Linked DNA regions of Sus scrofa: region 2 is linked to region 1. A link is a contact called in public promoter capture Hi-C data. All regions are on one chromosome and are shown on one strand. The core of a region is the stretch at or near the end of the contact, and the rest is flanking DNA. Distances in the headings are between cores, read along the strand shown. Region 1 holds the start of SERTAD2 (SERTA domain-containing protein 2). Region 2 holds the start of AFTPH (aftiphilin).

The links. Promoter capture Hi-C pulls out the DNA fragments that hold promoters and counts their contacts.
Region 2: a contact with region 1 is called in a promoter capture Hi-C map of fetal liver, with 2.0 times the contacts expected there. The contact joins the promoter of AFTPH here to the promoter of SERTAD2 in region 1. A contact is called at or near these places in 1 of 5 promoter capture datasets (fetal liver), 7 of 47 Hi-C or Micro-C datasets (embryonic fibroblasts, fetal heart ventricle, heart right ventricle and 3 more) and 2 of 2 datasets of contacts at active chromatin or transcription factors (alveolar macrophages and skeletal muscle).

The regions. Positions count from the first base shown.
Region 1 is chr3:77,190,508-77,194,333 of Sscrofa11.1, forward strand. It overlaps SERTAD2 (SERTA domain-containing protein 2), which reads left to right and starts at 2,063. Exons shown (of 2, transcript XM_005662514.3): 1 at 2,063-2,775. LOC102160963 (a long non-coding RNA gene) reads right to left here and starts at 1,808. Exons shown (of 4, transcript XR_002342636.1): 1 at 1,221-1,808.
Region 2 is chr3:77,421,221-77,425,105 of Sscrofa11.1, forward strand. AFTPH (aftiphilin) reads right to left here and starts at 1,634. Exons shown (of 10, transcript XM_021087452.1): 1 at 739-1,634.

The sequences.
Region 1 (3,826 bases), core at 813-3,312:
CATCTAAACTGCATCCTAATGGATACTAGTTGGGTTCCTTACCACTAAGCCACAATGGGAACTCCCCATTAACACATTCTTAAATGCAGTATAATAACCCACATGAGAAATGGAGCTGATTTTCCCCACATAAGGGATCCGGTTTGTTCAGAGCATTGCAGGGTGACCTGGCTAAGGGAACATGGTCCACCTCCTGCATCACTATGTCCTGGGGTGAAGATGTTGGACTCCCACACTGCCAAACCCCAAAGAAGTTTCAACACACTGAAAAGCAATGCATACACAATCTGCAGACAAGAGAAGTCTGCATCACAGTCCATTTTCTTAGGTGGATTCAGGACTACAGGCTGAACTCCTGGAATAGGGTAAAATCATAAAGAGAAGAGGTAAGAGGTGTCAGGCTGAGTGTCACAATTAGGGCTTAGGGGAAGGATTCACACTCTAAAATGATAATAATCAAGGAAAGCCTCTACACGACTACAGTAAGCCTGCATGTTCACTTATTATCTCTCCTCTGAATTCCAGACCACTGTATGTTTTAATCTTATAATTATGGGAAAAAAAAAGATCTTCCTCATGTCAAGATCATAAATCAACCCTAGGTCTCTCTAGGTGACTTGGCTATGGAAAATGGATATGGAGTATTTGGATTTGAAAATCTTTTTTTTTCTAGGGATGTGATATGTGGTTTGCCTTTCCTTAGTTTCTTGATAGGAAGCTAATAAATTTCAAATAACCTGCAGAAATGCATCTTGTGGGAAAGAAGATGGATTTCTGCCAGTGTTTTTGCTACTGAGGGCATCTCTATTCAGGTTTATTAGTGATTGCAATTACTTGCAAGTACAAGTATGTGGAAAGCGTTAAGGTTTGTAGAATGGCTGCTAGACAGTAGGCAAGAAATTGAGAAAAAGCCATTGGGAATGGGCAGCCAGAAGATCTAGCAGTAAGCGCGCCTTAGTTTTTGTCAGGGTACCAGGCGAGGAGAGTGGGTAGGAAAGTGGAAGAGTGGTGGAAGAGGAAGGGCTGGAGGAAGCTAATATGTACTCGTACATGTATGAAGAAAACAAACGACAAAGCCCGTACAGCTTCGCTCGTGCCAGTTTAAGAAGTGCCTCTGCTAGAAACTCAATAAAGAAATGGTATGTATTTAGGAGCTGTTTCAACCTGTCCACACCCTTCCCTGACTTCCCCAGAAAACAGGCAAACAAGGAGGCAAATACCATTGCCAAGTCTCTGGCGTCCAGCTCCCTCAGCTCCCAGAACATCACACGGAGCTGTCTTCAAGAGTGGGCACTGCACAGACGTGGGGCAAAGTTTTGACCTGATTCACTCCAAATCTGTCTGCCTCTCAGGGGTGGGGTTTGGCGGTAGGGGCTCCCGGGCAGCTCGAGGCAGAGACTGAGCAGGAGGGGTACAGCAGAAGCAGCAGCGGCAGCCTGCACGCTCAGTAAGGAGCCAACCTCCGCCGTCACCTCCTCCTGCCGGCGCGGAGTCGGAAGCACAGCCAGTCGCTATTGCTGTCACGCCGCCAGCAGCGCGGCCCCTCCCCACCCCGGCACTGCCCCAGCCCTCACACTGTCATTTGCGTGACTGACCCGAACCAGGCGGGAGGGAGGACCCCGGCGCGGGAGGGAGAGGAGAGCAATGACCCGCCCACTCCTTCCCCTCTGGCTCGCGGCGGACACCTTCTCCTCCTCATTGGTCACACATTTGCGTCCATCACCCCCAGGCGGCCCTCGGATTGGTAGAAGGCTCACTTCGGGAGCGAGGAGAGCAGAGTGACTCCGCCGGTCTCCCGCGCCTCCTCTTTCCCTCCACCCCCCACTTCAACGTCCACCCACCTCTCCCCACCCCCAACTCCACTTCCCCCGCCCTGTTCGCGGCGGTGTCCTTAGAAGACTCATTGGGCCAGGGGCGAAGCCAGCCGCCTATCGAGCCGCGCCGTCATTGGCCGACGCCCACGCCCGTCGGCGCGGCGGACTCCCCTATTGGGTGACTTCACTCCGCTCCCCGCCTCCCTAACGCCTCGCCTTCTCAGTCGCCTCCTCCCCTCCCTGCTCTTCCACGGCCCCCTTTCCCCTCCCGTCCCCGCCGCATCTCCCCTGTCCAGCTGGGCGGGGATTGCTGTACGACTCTGTGAAGTCTGTGAGTCACTGCACAACCCATCAATCCAATTAAATGTCTTGAACGAGCCGAGCAGGCGGTGCTGCCACTGCCGCCGCTCGCCCCGCCGCGGCCGCCCCTGCTCGCAGCGCCCCTCTGATCCATGGCTGTCTGTACTTGTTACTGTGTAACCTCCTCCTCCGCCTCCTCCGCCTCCTCCTCAGGAGCCGCTGCAACTTCCCCTCAGCCAGCCTCCTCCTCTGCTTGGGGACTGCAAAGGCATGGGATAGACCTAGAGCCACTTCTGTCTCCCCTCCAGCCCTCGATCAATCTCCTCCCTTTAAATTAAAGTCTGTTCCTCGCTCCTCGTCGTTTTAGAGATTTGTCAGTCTTTTATTTCCTCTGATTTTATTTTCTCTCCCAGGGGCAAGGGGTCGCAGGGGCCGGTGGGTTTATTTTAGGGAAGGGGCTGTCCACCCTCTCCCCGGTTTCTTCTCCTCCCTTTTCGGCCGTGACTTGATTTCCCAGTTCCTCTCCGCTCCCACCCCTCGAACTCACCGTCCTGCACGTGAGTGACGCACCGACACCCCCCGCCCACAGTCCAGACGTCCCCTCCCTCGCAGCCACCCCGACCCGTCTCGGAGCTGGACCCGGTGCCGACTTCGCAGAAGGGTGAGTACCGTGTTGGGTTGGGGAGGGGGTAGGGTGGATCTGGAAAAATGTGGCGGGTCCACTTTGGGGAGGGCAGGGATCACACTGTGGGCTGGAGGTTCCTGGTCCGGCGTGGATTTGAGGTGGCGACTGCTTCCCTCCCTCGCTCCCTTTCCCCCCGCCCCTCGACTCCTTATTCACCAGCCTTGCTGTATTTCTAGGTATTGCCAGACTTCTACCATCGGGGTATTATAACGCTTATAAAATGAGCGGCAATGGTATGCTTTCTTAGTGAGCGGTCATAGCGATTTGATCTGATAGACCGTGACCTGCCAAAAAGTGTAAAACAGCTAATGAGTACGTTTTCCTCCAAATCAAAGTTAAAACTTTTAGTCAATAAAGGCAAAGCAAAAGGTATTTGTAATTTGAATGTGTGGACCAAGAGAAGATAGGTTGCCTAGTGGCATAGCTTTGTATTTTTAGACTAGTGTGGTAGGTCCCCTTTTGAAAAGAATATGGATTCAGTATTAACTGAAGTACAGGTTATGAAGTCTTTGAACCTGTTGGAGGAATGCAAGGTAAGATGGAAATCTAGCTTGACACTTCGTCTTTAGCTCACCTTTATTCCAGCAAGAAATTAAAACACAGAATTTTGTATTTCTTGGTCACCAGGCACAGTGGGGTGTGTTAAGGGCAAATAGGGATTTTTTTCCTTTTGATATCCCTCTTTTATATACTTGATTACTCTTGAACAAAATTTTAATTTGGTTTCTTGGTTGTTGGCTGTTCAAAGGTACGCATACTTGCCCATATATGCTTTATGAGAATTTCACCCTATGCATCTTTAATATTAATTTGAGGTAAAAGTCATGAGGAATAGTTAACTCTGATTCGCCTTCTGAGGTCACTTTTGAGAATTCAGCCTATTTAAATTATTACTCTTTTTGAATCATGTTCTGGTATAGTTGTCCACAAGATTCAAATTAAGCCAACCCAAACATGTTTTGAAATATTAAAGTACAGGAAAGGCCTCTTAGTAGTTCATTCTCTCCTTCTCTTTCAGACTAACCAG
Region 2 (3,885 bases), core at 384-2,883, 230 kb after region 1:
TCAGGGCAGGTGGAAGTGGAGGGGCAGGGCGAGCCGCCGGCAGCCGGGGACGTGGGAAGGGCTCTCACTTTCCTGGCCGATGCCCGGGATGGCGAGAAGGGGGCCGTGCGCTTCCGCGCCGCCGCCGGCGTCCCCGCACCCGCCGCGGAAAAGGACAGAGCCCGAGCCCGGAGCCCGCAGGCCCGCAGAGCCGGCACCGTCCCCGCAGCCCCCGGCTCCGCGACAGGCAGGTGCCCCCGGGCCGGGCGAGGGTCCAGCCGGCGGGCTGGGCCGGCTTCCCCATCCTCTTTCCCCCGCGCGATGGGGGAGCGGAGCGGTGGCGCTTACCTGGCTCGTCCGGGGCGGCTGCGATGGGCATGGCTCAGGGGCCCGGGGAGGAACTAGCTCCCCGGGGAAGGACCGGCTATTCCGACGCGGAGCTGGTGAAAGCGGAAGGCAGGCTGCTCACAGCCCTGTCATCGAAGCAGCGCCATGGACGCCCACCCGGAGTTTCAGCGCTGCCGCGAGACCCCCATCCCATTACCCTCCGCCCTCTTCCGCCGCCGCCGCCGCCTCCACCTCCTCCTCCGCGGAGACCCCCCGCCCACTCCACACACTCTCCCATCATGCAGCGGGGGAACCGCTGCCGCCGACACGTCACTTCCGGGCGCAGGTGGCTAGGTCGGGGCCGGGCGCTGGTGGGTACTGGGGGGTTGGGGGGAGAACACTTGGGGGGAATCAGTGTCACAGAACGCTTACCCCTGCGCAGGCGCCGTCGAGCAGAGCGCCGGCCGCCATTTTGGGTGCGGGCAAGCTGCCCTTTTCCTTGACTTCCTTGTGAGTCATCGAGGTGGGTGGGGGGAAAGACGCCCTCCTGCACTCCGCCGCTCCTAAGGCTGCGCTCCCGGCGAGGGACAGGTGCTCCTTAGCCGGCTAAAAGTCAACGTTCAGCTCAGGACCGAGTTAAGTCTCTTGCTCTGCAAGGAAAATTGCGAGGGTTTTAAAATACGGAACTTTATTTTCTTCACCAAAATCTGCTGGAGAGCACTTATCAGCTTGCCCTTTTCGCCCCGAAAAACGACTTTTTCGTTCAGAGTTCCTTCCTCTTTTTAATTTAAGCTGACAGAAAAGGAAGCTGATGTATAACAAAGAAGAGGTAAATCAAAATGAGAAGCAAGAGGAAAAGCAGCCGCCGAACTGACAAATCGTCTTTGAGACCAACAAAAACAAATAAAATTGGAGGATTTTGCTAACGGATAGAGACGGTGGTCGTTTTTCATAGATGCTGCGAGAGACTATTCGATGAAACTATAAAGAAATCAATCAACTCCCGCATTTCTTTAACAGAGGTCGTAACATTTTTCCATCATCAGTCTTGATCATTTGCATTTTTTATAACCTTTCCCTTTCATCTATAACGAATTTCTGTTAGAATTCCGGCCACTGTAAAAACAAGACTGCAAGGCTGCACAGATTATTGTTACCATCGGGAATGATGAGGCCGAGGTCCTATCCCGCAATCATGAGCCCTTCCGAAGTGCTTATTCTGCTCACTTTTGCCAAACCTACACCAGCAATTTGAATAATTTAAAACAATTCCAATACAGCAAAGCTCAGCAGTTACGCAAAGAAAACAAGGATAGAAAACACCCTCTCAGCCACAGAGAAGCGTCCACCTTCTTTGAGTGGAGGAATTATACAAATCAGGGGAAGATAGGGACAAAAGCAGTTCATCACAGTTTATCCCGCCTCTGCAATGTTCTAGACAAATTAACTTGGAGCACTGAAATAGACCTGCTTTTGTCTCTATACAACTCAATCGCTGTAAGATATACGCAGACTGCAGCACTTAAAATTAGAATACCAATTGCTTTGTGGCGGTGCTGGATTTTTTGTTATTGCTCAGTCACTAAAGCAAGAAAAATATCTATATGGCTTGTCAAATTTATTCTTATTGTATTTCGCCCCCTGCTGGCTTGGCTCATTGCAAGCTTAAAAATATAAACCTTAAATATTGTATTTATAAATATAAGCTTATAAATATATCGCTATAAATGTTTATTTTGACCAGGAAGGAAAGAAACAAAAGTGTGTGTGTGTGTGTGTGTGTGTGTGTGTACACTGGAAGTAAATTGATTTTAGAGGAACACATGCTTGTCCTAATTTGATAGCTCTACTAAACAGACATATCAGAATAAGAACATATGACAAAATCCTAAGGCAGACCCTACATCGAGAATATGTTAAAACTGAAATAATAAATTTAAACATAAAAACATTAAAAAAAACTGTGCTTTCAGAATAATATTCCCCTAATTTTATGCATAACATGATTAAAAAGTGTTTTTTTTTTTTCAGGTAACTGCAGAAGCCTATTTTATTCACTTAAGGACAACAATTCAGAAATTTATGAAGTTGAGTCATTAAGTCACTCTTTGGTCAGCAACCACCCAACTTGTAATTTGTAATCTTACACATAATTCTGAAGACAGCATTCCAATGCTTATGAAATGGTACTACAAAAAGAAAGCATCTCTGAAAGTTTTTAAGATGATGAATCTGGGGGAAAATACTTATTAAAATTCATTGCATTTGGATCCAGTGGTAGTATTGTTTTTCTTTACTTTTAAAAAATACGACCTTAACTACATTACTTAAGATTTTGTATCAAGAAAAGAAAAATTAAATCTTAGTTTTTTCTCCTGTGCAGACTTTTTACAAAGTTGTAATCATAATGTAAGCCAATTTTGTATCCTTTTTTCACTTAATATTATGTTGTAAGCATTTCATCCTGATTACTTAACATTTCATAAAACTTTGATTTTCATTGCATACATAATATTCAATGGAGCAGACATACTGTGATTTATCCATTATCCTATATGTGGGTATTTTCCACAATTACAAATAATACTGTGCTGATGTACATTTTGTGTTGTGGCTTTGTCTAATTTTATGAGTTTTTTCTGTATATAAAAATGATTTTTTTTGGTTGTGCCCATGGCAGGCGAAGTTCCTGACCCAGGGATCGAATCCACACTACAGCAGTGATCAGAGCCACAGCAGTTACAGCCTTAGCCTGCTTAACCCGCTGAGCCACCAGGGAACTCTCAGTCAATATAAAAATGATTGAGCCAAAAGGCTGTAAATGTTTTATTGGCACTTTATCTCATTTTCCAAAATCTTATACCAATTTATACCACCACCAGAAATACAGAATATCCCAATTTAACTGCCTTCTCACCAGCAGTGGATAATAATTAAAAGAAAAAAGATTGAGTTATACCTTGTGGACTAAAAGTTGAAAGAAACTTACCTCACACTGTATAAGAAATCAACAAAAAAAAGCACAAAACTCCACCTATGTGATGTTCTGGAAAAGCAATACATAGACCTGGGTCGGCTAACAAGCTCTGTTATCACTATGATTTTGTGTAAATTACTTAACCTCTCTGGAGCTCAGTCTTCTTTTTTTTTTTTTTTTGCCTTTTCTTGAGCCACTCCTGTGGCATATGGAGATTCCCAGGCTAGGGGTCTAATTGGAGCTGTAGACACTGGCCCACGCCAGAGTCACAGCAACGCCAGATTCAAGCCGCGTCTGTGACTCACACCACAGCTCACAGCAATGCCAGATCCCCAACCCACTGGGCAAGGCCGGGGATGGAACCTGCAACCTCATGGTTCCTAGTCGGATTCGTTAACCACTGCGCCACGATGGGAACTCCCCAGAGCTCAGTCTTCTTATATGTCAAATGAGAGACTAAAACTAGACCACAGGTTCTCCACTCTCTTAGGACATAGTTATTTATCATATTTAAATACTTGAGACTATGATCAAAGCTTTGGCTCTTTCTGCAGGAAATGCTCATCCCAGGGATGCTCAAAATTTCTTAGGCTTCCTAAATC